Regions from separate parts of the Mus musculus genome. Here regions 2 and 3 are each linked to region 1. A link is a contact called in public Hi-C and promoter capture Hi-C data. All regions are on one chromosome and are shown on one strand. Each heading gives the region's core, a stretch centred on a gene start, on an enhancer-like site or on the middle of the called end of the contact. The rest is flanking DNA. Distances are from core to core; before and after follow the strand shown.

Region 1 (4,206 bases), core at 907-3,406:
TTGTATAAATACTGAAGGTTGCCAAGTTTCCTTCAAGGTTCATAAATAATAGTTGGGGGTGGGGGAGGTGTCCTGGGCCTTGTAGCCAAAACTTCTTCACTGTCACTTCTAGTGCTGTATTCACATTCCACCACAAAATGCCTTTTGTCTGGATATTTATGGCCCAAAGTGAGATTATAATCTAAAGAAAAAGGAGAAAGAAGGCATGTGGTTTAAAATATGATATTGTGGTGGCACTGAATTTTAGTTTTCGGTTTCAAAAGTTTTCTCCCATTGGAAAGAAAAACAATTTCTCCTACCTAATGGGAGGGCATCTTTTCGTTTATGAAGGCCAGAAGTTACTTGTAGCCAACTGTGACGCTGGATAGAATTTGAAATGTTTTGATAGGAGAGTGGATCATCAAGTTAGAGTAAGAAGTTCTGAGTTCTAATGCAGACAGTTCTAAGCTCAGAGGAGCTTTTTCTGTCTTTTTCATAAGGGTGGGCCCAACATACAGCTTTAGGAAAGAAGTGAAAGACTGTGAGAAAGAACATTGTAAGCAGTACTGAAAAGAACTGGAACCTTGCAAAGGATTTCTGTAATGGGGCATAAGCCGTGATGAGCTATTTTAATAGATTTTCAATTCCTATCTAATTTTTTTCACAGCATCTCCTCCAGCTGAGATATTGTAACTTACAGTGAGATGTTCACAGAACAAATCTGCGGGGGGGGGGGGGGAAGAGTTCAACAAAAGTTAGGTTTAAAAAAGTGTCCTTTCAACAAATTTTGTCATTTCTTTGCCACTTTCAGAAGAAGTTTTACACTGTTTCACAATGCTTTTTTTCTTAAAAATGTGGTTTTCCAAAATGCACTCCTTTCCTCTTCTTTGTGTAAATTAAGGGAAGTCTCCTTAAGAGGCCACCAACCTTTTCACCTTTTCCAGATAAAGCAGTAATCCTCTTCCATGACTATCTATAGATGAAGTCTCAGTCTCCAATCTCTTCCTAGACAATTCCTGGCAGCCTGGGGTGGGGGCAGGGTTCGATGTTTAACCTTGAAGACTTTTCGTATTCCAGATATAAGATACATGCCAGCACTTTTGGGAGTTCACCCAACTCCAAGTAGCATCTGAATGTCACAGTCCACTGGCATTGGAGAGAAAAGGGGGAGGCCCCTAGCCCTATCACTTCTAAATCACAGAAGAATCCCGGGATAGAAGGAATTCGGTTTCGTCTAGAAAGCAGGGGGTCTAAATATAGCACTAGTCTCATCACTATGCTTTTTAAAGCTTTTTGTACATGTCTGTATTTTTCTGTGTGTGCTTTCCGGTGAATATGTGTGGAGGAGCGAATGTTCCTGAGTTCGGGGCAGAAGGAGCAGGATTGTGAATAAATGAAAGGAAGTTGGGAAACACTTCTCATTTTTTGTACATCCCCTGAACAGCAATCTCAGACCAAAATGGAAAGGGGTCTTGAAAGCTGCCATTGACTCTCTATGGTAGTACTGAATAAGCCACTGGACTCAGAAGCAGACCTTTTCCTTGGGCAGCCTGCAACCTGCAGCCTGCAACGCAGGCAGGGAGGAAACCCCGAGGAGGCACTCCTGGCGGTCTCTTTGCTGAGGTAGCAGGAGCGGCAGCCTGCGGAGCCACGCGCAGCGTCACTGAACTGGTGCGGGAGCACCCAGCGCACAGGCCTGGAGCCGCGGTGCTGGCGGATTCCCGGCGCTGCAGAACACCGTGCCGCCAGCAGGAGCGCCCCGGGCTGGTGGGAGAACGCCGGGGGAGCCCGCGCTGCCCCGTGCGAGCCTGATGACACCTGCTTTGTGTACTCCAGGCAACTGAGGGACCTAGAGAGCTCAACTGGCTGTCTAAAAGCTGCGGGTGGTAACGGAACCAGAGAAAGCTAGAACATCTCATTTCTCCGCGGGACTGAGATCTTGCTCCTCCAAATTGCAGGGAGTCCAAGTAGAGGTCATAAGGGGCAAGCAAGGTAGTCCAAGAATGGCTGAGGTCTGGCAAGGTGGTGGTCATCCTCTCTGAGCCCTGGAAAATCTCCTTGACATTTTTCACACTTTGAAGCAGCTGCAGCTGGTGTCGTCGGAAAAGGGGGTGGGAGGAAAGAGAGGGGGCGGGGAGAGTGGGGAGTCACAGGCGCGAGCCAGGAGCAGCGCCTCGTCTGCCAATCCTGGCACCTGTGCGCCAAGCCGCGGCACCACGGAGGACCCCGTTCCGGGCCAACCCTGGGCTCCAAGCCACGGCCACCCAGCCTCTGGGCAAGCGCGACCTGCAGCCGCCCACCCAGGACCCCCGCCGCCACCCGCAACTGCGGGAGCGCAAGAGCCCAGCCAGTGCTTGCTGCGCCCCGGGCCACGGGGTCCCTCGCCTCTTCAGAGGCGTCGCGGCCAGCCGGGGCAGCAGCCGAGTTGGGTACACGATTCGCCCGCGCTGCCTTTCTCTTCTCCACCCAGGATTTATTGTCTGTGGAGCCTTCTGGGGGCGGGGAGGGAGCTGCGCCTCCGCCGCCGCCGCCGCCACTGCTGCTGCTACGGTCGCTAGCGCGGCGCTCTGGGCGGGCGGAGGCCGGGGACTGGCCGCAGTGGTGCTCCGGGCGGGCTCCCGGCTCCCCAGGGGCGCCTCTCCTCTCCTGCACCTGAAGGGCAGTGGCACCATGGTCTGACACCGCATCTGCCTGGAGTCCCCTCTGCCTTTGCTTCGGAGGACTCCCCTACTGGCTTCACTGCGGACCCCAGAGCACTTTAAGGAGTAACCCTCAGCAGCTGCAAGGCCTTCACTCCTTGGACCCTCATGGGTAGTTTCTGCTTCCGGCGATGTGAGTAGGGCATTGGGGGACCTCTGCCCACGGTCCAGGAGTGGGGATCTGGGAGGCTCAGGTGGCCCGGGTGCCTCAGCGTTGGGGCGGTTGCCGGTCTGTGGAATCCAGCGATAGCTGGACAAGTGCTTAGGAGCCCGGCGCTTTGGATGGTCAAGGGACTCTAAAGGGTTACATATTGCGAAAAGGAAAGGTGAGGAGCGAGTGCGGGGAACTGATGCTGGGACCACGGAGTCCTGAGAGATATGGCTTTCTGCATTTTTTTTTTTTTTTTGATCCTGGGGTATCCAGTCTGCTTTCCCCGTGGTGTGTGAGGGATGGAGCAAGTGTGATACACACACACACACACACACACACACTTGTGGCAGCACACACTTGTGCTTTATCTTGAAAGGTGTATTACTGTCTTGGTGTCTATAAAGGAATTATTGGGGTGTCACTGAGGGTGAAAAGAAAAGGGTGGGGTTTGGGGAGAAGAATGGGATGGGAAAGAAGGAAAGACTAAAGGACAGAAAGAAGTGGGAAGGGATGGGGCGAGTGCTTTCCTTGGAGTCTGAGAAGATGCTTGACTCTCTAAGCCAGGCAACTCCTTTGTGTTCTGTGAGAGAAGCTAGGGAATCTCACTGCTCCTGGTACAGCTCTGGGTCCCTTGGCATCCTCCGGGGTCTTTTGGGATTCAGGACATGCCTTGGATTGTATTTGAAAAAGGAGCTAAGACCGCCAATATTGGGGTAACTGTGACACTCTGCTTGCAGACAATTAGCTGGGCTACCAGAGATCTCCTATATCATCAAATTTAGAGTCAAGATGGGGGCGGGATGGGGGTGGGGGCTGCACAGATTGTCGTTAAAAACAGTGACTTCATAACCGAGATGGCTGCAAAATTGCTTCATTACACTACTTGGCCATCAGGGTTGGGGAGAGAAAAGATCCGCCTCCGCCCCCCACCCCCTTCTTGCTGGTTGCCCCTCCTCACCAAGGCACAAAGCAAGTGGCACCTCACCAGGCAGGGAAGGGGTTACTTTCACAACTCCTGGGAATCGGCCTCAGGAAGGAACCATCTGTGACTCCCACGTCCTTTCCAAGTTCTCCATCAAAAGGAATCTCAGAAAGCAGGAGGGGGTGGGTGGGAATTGAGGCAGCGGGCCTCCACCTGCTCTTTGCTATTACTTTCCCTGTACACTTAAGCACATCGGAATTACCTGCAGTGGTAATTGGGTCAGCAGGAGAGCATGTGCACCCGAGTCTCTAGATGGGGCTCTGCTGATGGATGAGAAGCAATTTGTGTTTGAGCATATTTTAACCTGAGCAAAATTTCTAAGCACAATAGAGGTTTTATCGCGTGGGCGAGCAGAGTGCATACCAGTGAAAGTGAACACGTGATCCCTCCAACGC
Region 2 (4,151 bases), core at 526-3,025, 360 kb after region 1:
GTGAATGTGAAAGCTTTTCTCTCTTCCAGGTTCCCTCCTTTTCTTCCTTTGTATGCTAGTGTGAATGTGTGTGTGTGTGTGTGTGTGTGTGTGTGTGTGTGTGTGTGTACGTCTGTGTGCACGCATGCAGAGTCCTGAGATATATGTTAGGTGCCTTTCTCAATTAGTCTCCATCTTATTTTTTGAGACAGTATCTCTCGCTATACCTGGAGTTCACTGGCTCAGCTAGACCGGCTATCTGCATAGCAGATCTGTCTCTGCTTCCCTAGCACTAGGAGTATGAGCATTTGTCAGTATGCCTGGCTTCAGTATAAGTGCCAGGGATTAAACTGGAGTCTTCAGGGTTTTGCAGCAGGCCCTTTACTTACTGAACTATCTCGAGACCTTTGACTTTCCTCTTTCTTGACAAATAACAACTGTTGGACAGTCTTGGTTTTTTTCTCCTTTCTTCTGTGATATTTCCCATATGAATTTTCATGTACCTATAAAGAGTATTTTTAATTGTTTCTTTGGATGTTGTCCTCACTAATGTAAAAACTTCCCTAGAGATAAAAACCTTGTTTTGACAATTATGGTGTTGAGTAGTTATGATTAAAGTCCTTGGAAGAAGGAATGTTTTAAGTTGAAGACCAGCCTGTACTTCACAATGACAGTTCATTTCAAAATTTTAAATTTTAAATTTTAAAATGCCTTTGTCTTTATCTATGTCTTCCCAGATAGCTGCCTGGCCCTGATGTTGTCTGCAATTCATAACACAGATAGCAGCATATAATAGGGAGTCTCAAAAATGGATAGTGAAAGAGCAGAATGTTGAAACTCTAATACAGGGGTCTCTGTGACCACCATGGCCAGCAGAGTAATGATCTGTGGGAGGCAAGAAAGCAGTTCAGTTCAGCATGAATAAGTATATAAAGTTGATTCAAACTTTGGAGTCTGACCCTGAGTAGCTTATTTTAGGTATATTTAAGCAACACACAATTTGGTGAAAACTTCCCAGGTGATAATTAACTCAGTCCCATGTGCACAATAAAGCAAACATAAATCTCTTTGAAGAACAAAGTAAATTAAATGAAGATCAGATATACTACATCAAAACTTTTTGTAAAGTTGACACCTTCCATACAGATGGATTCTGTAGACTGACTGAGAAAAACAAACTTATGATAAAGGTCTGAGGGAGGGTCCAGTGTAATCTTACCCACAAAGATCTCACAAAGGTAAGCAGGCTATTAATATCTTTTCCCAGACTTCTGGGTAGATGACAAGCTATGTATTCCTTTCTTTGAAGGAACAACCCTGTGTATTTAAAATTCCAGGTTCCCCTAGTCCTTATCTGTGAATTCAAAGACCTCCTTGCCTCCCATACTCTAATTAGCAGAATAAAGTTCGGATTACAATTCTAAATCTCTCTGAGGCATCTCAACCATAAGAATAATATGCAATGCTCAGTGCCCCATTGGCAACTTTGAGAACTGTGGTGCTCTGACTGCTGCGTTGACTCAAAATTTATCTATAACCACTGCTGTGAGATATAATTCACAGGCATTTACAACTCGGCGGATTTTTTAGCAGACTCACAATGTTCTATAAACATCATCATAACCTAACTTTAGAACATTCCCATCACCCTTAAAAGAAATCCTAAATCTTTGGCAATCTTCTCTACTTTCTGTCTATACATTTACCAGTTTTGGAGATTGCATATGAGTGTAATCTATGCTGTGTGGGTTTTTTGTGACTTGCACCTTTCAAAGTTCATCTATTTTGAAGCACATTTCAACACTTCACTCACTGCTACTGCCAAAGAACATCCATTATGTGGGCAGGCCACTTTTGCCTTCCTATGCAGTCATTGAGGCAGGATTAGCTGCTGTGAATAATGTATCCATAATCATTTGGGTACATGTGTGGCTTTATTCTGCAGAATAGGTCTAGAGGTATGTAGATCATGTAAGGATTCTGTGTTTCCAATTGGATACACTTGTATCCATTTCCAACCAGTGTACATTTGACCAGTGCTTCCATATGCTTCCTATTGCTGTGGCGGTGGTGTTAAAATTAATTTCACAACATTGTGGTTTTCACAACTTCAAGAGCCTTATGAAAGTTCCCCCAACTAACCCTGAGTTTATGCACTGTCTTCAAGTCTATAGGGAAGTTAAAGATGTTGGTATACCTGGATATGTCAAAAAACAGGATAGAAACGGTTGATATGGATATTTCTGGATGTGAAGCCCTCGAGGACCTCTTACTATCATCCAATATGTTGCAACAGCTGCCTGACTCAATAGGTGAGGATGTAACATTTTGTCATGAGTAATTATGTCAAGTGTACAGGTTTTTTTGGCAGTATAACTTGTTTATGCATGTAGGTAATATACTACTAGTCTAACATTAATGAACTAGCAAATTTACCATGCAAGATCATAAAACAACATATTATGAATTCCTTAAAATGAACAGTTAACTTTAGCTACCATATCCAGCTCTCTTCCTAGTAAATTGGTATATACCCTTAAATTATCAAATGTCCTGAATTGCACAGTGTTGTCATGAGAAGTAAGAATTTCGATTTAGAGTTATTTGGTGATAGTGGGTGCATTTTAACATTGGAATGACAGGTAAGTAACACAAAAATGTGTGAATATAAATTAGATTCTTAATTCCATTATTTTTAAAAGACGCGTTGTCCTTAATATGTTGTAAGATGCTTGTCAGTAGGAATAATTGTAAGTATAGCTTGCACACTAGGGAATTTTATGCATTTTATGAATTTTATGAGTAAAGTTATAAAGGACTGGGTAATAATATTCTTTTATATTCTTCCTATTATTTTTGAGATGTCTCAGGTAGGAGAATAAACGTCAATTCTCATAACTTTGAAATGGGGATTTGAACCTATTTGCAGTAGATGTGCCATTGTATTTAGCAACTTGCTAACGTTTCTGGAAGTTAAAGGCTAAGTAGCCCAGTGGGAGGGAAACTTGATGACAGGGCAGTTTTCCAGTTCCCTTTAATATTTTATCACCACTTTAACTGATCCTTCAGGCTGATGGAGAGCACTGGTTTTAACAAAATCACATAGTTTAGTTTTTCTCATAAATTGGCTGGCTTTTTATTTACATAATCAACACATTTCCAAAAGTGTTTCTCCAACTGTCAGATGTAACAGAAATCTTCATTAAACCTCTCATTTACCAGCTGCATCTCATGAGGTTGTGATGCAGTGGGGATATTGGGCTCTCTGATCTGAATGTTAGTCACCTTAGATGAAACTTGTGAGCAGATGAGTACAGGAAGAGCTGGTGTGTGTGTTGCAATATTGTAGCTTGTCAGCTACAAAGAGCATTGTCTGATCACACAACAGAGTGGTAGTATTTGGCTACACCTTCAGCACCACTCCATGTAACTGAGGATCAGAGTTTACCCATAGCTGCATACTCATTGCTGAGACTGTGTATCTGGCCTCTAAGAAGGATCAATATTTATCTGATAACTTTAAAAAATCCCACAAGTGTGCAAGAAAAATGAAGTTAAATAAGCATGTTAAAAATGAAAATGTGTCCACTTATAAAAGAGATAAAATTTATACCTTGTAAAGCACCAGAAAACAGGAAATTGAAAAAAAAATCCATACAGAAGATAAAAGAAGTTAAAGTAATCATAGAATAGAAAACAATGGGATCAAGTGTCATAAATCATAGAAAAAGCAGCTCGGAAACACTAGCTACTCACTGAACTATCCTCTGTATCTCGGTAAAATTTCAGAGGAAATTGTATCTATGCATCTGCCCAGAGCCTGGTTATAGACGCAGACCAGCCTTTCTTGGAGAGTTCCCCTATTGACCACCAGACATTAAAGCTTTGTTCTATATCGCATTGTAGCTGACAAGGTACAATGTTGCAACACACACCACAGACACCAACTGGGTGAGAAATGGCACCTCTTCTTTTTTATTAGAACATAGATCATCTATTGAGCCACCACAAAATTTGAAAATAATATTTAAGAATTTCCATAAAATTAATAAAATACAACTAAAACAAAATTTCCATTTCTGTCATGAGTCCTGCAGCTGAGAGTCAGTTGACAGAGGAGAGGCACACCCAGTAAGCACTCTTACTTATGTGTGGTTCCTCCATCTGCTGTT
Region 3 (3,926 bases), core at 406-2,905, 450 kb before region 1:
TCACTCACCCCTGAATTTTTTTGAACTGAGTGCTATATCTTCTTAAACCAAATACTTCCTGGGTCTGGAGAAATGGCTTAGCAGTTAATAGCACTATCTTCTCTTCAAGAGAACCCTAGGATTTGTTTCCAGTATCTCCATGGCAGCTATCCATAAACTTTAGTTCCAAGGTATTCATCACTCTCTTCTGCCTTCAATAGGCACCGGGCATGCATATGGTGCCCAGACATACATACAGCCAAAACAATTATAATACTTAAAGAAAGAAGTTAACTAAAAAAATTAAACAAACAAAATGTCCATAACAAATGTTTTCAGAAAAAACAAAAACAAAAACAAAAAAAGGAAACAAACAAACAAATGTTTTCAGTAGTCCTATAAGGCATGCATGAACAATCACCTGTGAATTATGACTATTGTCACAGAACACAGACACTGAACACACAACACATATAGAACACACATACACGCTGACATATAATATACAGAGAACATACTACAAATACATAGGATGTATGTACAACACAGCACACATATATATTATGCACATTATACAAATATGTATGTACATACAAGTATACCATACATATAGCATATCCTTTTCACTGGCATTTAATAATTCACATGTTTTCCCCCTTTGTAAAATTAAAGCACTCAGGCTGCACCTTTCTGGTATTTAAATTAGTCTACATAAAAATCCTGAAGTCATTCATTTTCTAAGCTTTGCTCAGTCTCCTTGGCAACCTCCCTAGCAACAAACTTCTTTAAAAAGGAATCTCAAAAAAGTTGCATAGAATCATATTCTTTGCAATTATGTTTGGAATATGGGAAAATGTAAAACAAAGTCTCATATCACAATGTACACTGGCTTCCCTTAGTCTCCTTTATGTAGTACTCTTTCTTTCCTGGGATCATTCAATCTCCATACAGCCCTCAGAGCTATCCCAATAAACAAAAGACTGTGTATCATTTTTAGAATAAAACTCTTGTCCCAGTATTATGTTTTCCACTTTTCATGAAGCCCACATTTTGGCCAGAACTTGAAAATACCATCCCAAACCCTTGGTCTCTCTGGGTTCAGTCCCTCTCTTTTTAGGCATTCTTGCAGTTACCAAGTTCCTCTTATAAAACCTTGGCATTTGCTTTGCTCTTCGGTCTTCACTGCCTTCAGATACTTATCATACTCCTCCTGTATTCTCTGAGAAACGCTCAGGCTCCATGACCATCATAACTAATCTTCATTAATTGCAGTAGAATTTTATTTTATCTAAAATTTCTGTATTTTGCATATGCATTTATTATCTAGTATATTATCATGAAAGGGAGGACCTTTTCTTCACTGTTGCTTTATTCCCATCACCTAGTGTAGAGGTGGACTGAATAAATTAAATGACTTAATTGCCAGTATTTGTCTAGTGCCTCCCCTAAATCAAGATTTCTTGAGGAATTTGTTTGCTTTGGGGAATTCTGACAAAATGAATGACATTTATAGAGAATGAGGCCCAGTACCTCAGTTATCCTGGAAGCAATTGTTCATGCATTAGGGACATCCCAGATTTAATTTAAGAACCAAATTGGGATTCTGAAAGACAGTTGTGTTAGCTGTAATTAGAGTGTGAAAGTGGGAAGGGCAATTTTTGTTGCTCTGTTCCTTGCTGTCATCTAGTCTTCAAGGTCATGCATAAAACATGTTTGCTTGGACTTTGGCAAAGTTTAGCATGCTGGAGTAGAAGGAATAAATATCTGACAGATGGGTGGTTTCTGAGATTATAGAACTGATTGCAGGTACAAGAAAGAAATAGGTCTCTAATAGTTTTGATTTCTGATTCCCTGTTTCTTTTTCAGAAATAGTGCTTGACACAAAACATTAACTAACTGGATTATGGGTAATGAAGATTATTCTAGAAGAAATAAATGTGGGAATGATAATCAGAAGAATGTCTCTCAAATTCAATCCCCTCTTTGCTCTTTAATTATCCCTTAAGCAGCAGCTCTCCTGCACATATCTAAAAATAGACTGATGCTAGGTCAGGAGAAACATACAGTAACTTGTTTGCTCTGTATTCAATATTGGCTCAGATTTGCATATCAGTGTCACAAAACACATTTGCATATGTTTTCCTATTTTAAAATCTAACATCTATTATAGAAAGTACATACCCAGAGGTTTCATTAAATCTTAAACTATGAGTATAGGATTATATCACTTTTGTTTAGAACTTCACAGTTTACAAAATACTTTAATATAATAGTAATCACCACCATCATTCAATTCTTTCATCCCTGAGTATAAATAATCGTAAATTAACACTTAAAACAATGGTGACTCCTTCCCAAATTTGCATATAAACTGGCAATGCTTCTGAGGAGTCCTGAAAGAAGAAATTAGGTGACTTGTGTATCAGTACTGTGTGTTGCCTACTGTTATCATGACTTATCTAACATTTTTTTGTCACTGTTTTGGTTTGTCATGGCAATATTTCCCGTTCTTCAGACAACTATAAAAAAGTTCATGGTACCCATATTCACCTTGAGTTGATAGATATTGATATATAAGATACATCTTAAATTGTCTGAGATGTACTGGGCTCCTCATGAAGATAGAGAGAATGCTTCATTTTCATCAATTTTTTGATATACTCTTTTCTCTTCTACTTAATGGGACATTTGTCCATATATTTATGATCTTTTAGCTAGTTGCTTAACACCCTCCCTCAAATTCTCAAAGTACCTCTAGCAACAGCTTTAGTTTATTCTTAAGTAAAGTTGCTCCAAAGCATCACTTTTCATGACAACCTAATATAATAAGGATAAGGCATTGTTGGCTCCATTTTTATATTAGGATATAAATATAGAAAATATATTAAATTTAATAAACAATCACCAGAGGTCATAATGTTAAATTAGATAATGATAAGGCTTTCTACTATTTTAGTAGTGATAGGAACCAAATCCAAGCCTTCATATATGCTAGGGAAGAACTCTACATGGAGCCCTAGCCCAGCTTCTTTCTCCTGATCCTATTCTGTCAAAGTCAGTGAGTCTTCTAATTCTATATTTTTGTATCAAGACTTCTTTCCTTTAGTGATAAAAGTATCCTGGCAGGCTGAGTTCTATGGAATTTGAAAGCCAACACATGTAATGTTGTGTGATCCATAACAAATGGAAACAATATCTTCCTAGTTATTTGGTGGTCAGTGATCCAGTTGTCAAACTAAAAAGCAAAACAACAAGCTCTCTGTAGGAAAGTGGGTATATCTAGGCTTTTATTAAAAGAAAGACCAGGTGCACTGGTAGGAATTCTCAAAGGAAAGTGTCTGAGGGATGCCAGGGAGTCAGAAAAAGAAAAGGGAGCCTGGTTTGTGTTTAGCTTAGAAGACACAAGAGGAACAGTGCATGGATAGGCTACCAAATTCATCTTAGTGAATGGCAGAGGTGGGTGGGTGTGCCCTTACCTAAAGATTTCCTCAATTTTAAGCTGTTGTAGTAAGAGGAGCATCTTTTAAGATGCATCACTGAATGAAAAGACTATAGCTCAGAGGCAGAAACAGCACATAGAAGTGGCTCATCTACTTGTCAACTCTGCAATACTCCAGTGGACTGAAACAATATTCTTGGTATGGCTAAAGAGAATGTGTTGTGAGGCATCTTGAAATTTATAATTTTCTTTCCTTTTGTGTTAATAGGAACCAAATAAGTTGAAAAAAGAATGAGGACTTGACCAATGCCTATAACAGGTGGCCTAGATGAACTCTCTGATACTTCATCATTGTCTTTAGAGTTACTTGGCATTTGCATCTGAATTGTTCTTTTTTTTCATCTTCCTAAAGATTTTCAGCTTCCACCAATTCTGCCTCAGGCAAATCAGGAACTCCAGACACCTTCCCACACCCAGAGACAGCCTGACTCCAGGATGTCCATTATAA

Evidence for each region. Promoter capture Hi-C pulls out the DNA fragments that hold promoters and counts their contacts. A called contact is a pair of places that touch in the nucleus more often than the background predicts.
Region 2: a contact with region 1 is called in a Hi-C map of cortical neurons, with 2.4 times the contacts expected there. The contact joins the enhancer-like site here to the promoter of Lrrc7 in region 1. A contact is called at or near these places in 7 of 39 promoter capture datasets (the 3T3-L1 cell line, cranial neural crest, embryonic stem cells and 3 more), 10 of 484 Hi-C or Micro-C datasets (cerebellar granule neurons, cerebellum, cerebral cortex and 5 more), 8 of 115 datasets of contacts at active chromatin or transcription factors (SST interneurons, VIP interneurons, astrocytes and 5 more) and 2 of 9 other capture datasets (embryonic stem cells and liver).
Region 3: a contact with region 1 is called in a promoter capture Hi-C map of hippocampal neurons, with 4 times the contacts expected there. The contact joins the enhancer-like site here to the promoter of Lrrc7 in region 1. A contact is called at or near these places in 7 of 39 promoter capture datasets (cranial neural crest, embryonic stem cells, hippocampal neurons and 3 more), 4 of 484 Hi-C or Micro-C datasets (brain, cortical neurons, tail fibroblasts and 1 more), 2 of 115 datasets of contacts at active chromatin or transcription factors (forebrain and stem cell-derived neural progenitor cells) and 2 of 9 other capture datasets (adipose tissue and liver).

What each region holds. Positions count from the first base shown.
Region 1 is chr3:158,559,711-158,563,916 of GRCm38.p6, reverse strand. It overlaps Lrrc7 (leucine rich repeat containing 7), which reads left to right and starts at 2,156. Exons shown (of 28, transcript NM_001081358.3): 1 at 2,156-2,811.
Region 2 is chr3:158,200,490-158,204,640 of GRCm38.p6, reverse strand. It overlaps Lrrc7 (leucine rich repeat containing 7), which reads left to right. Exons shown (of 28, transcript NM_001081358.3): 11 at 2,147-2,291. Among named protein-coding and RNA genes, the nearest start is that of Lrrc40, 170 kb to the right of the region's middle. Within about 2 kb of position 1,775, at least 4 of the 459 cell types and tissues checked have an H3K27ac peak or open chromatin away from gene starts, as enhancers often do. A contact at or near this core is called in cortical neurons, where this site is marked.
Region 3 is chr3:159,014,305-159,018,230 of GRCm38.p6, reverse strand. No RefSeq gene overlaps it. Among named protein-coding and RNA genes, the nearest start is that of Gm20752, 60 kb to the left of the region's middle. Within about 2 kb of position 1,655, at least 7 of the 459 cell types and tissues checked have an H3K27ac peak or open chromatin away from gene starts, as enhancers often do. A contact at or near this core is called in cortical neurons, forebrain and hippocampal neurons, where this site is marked.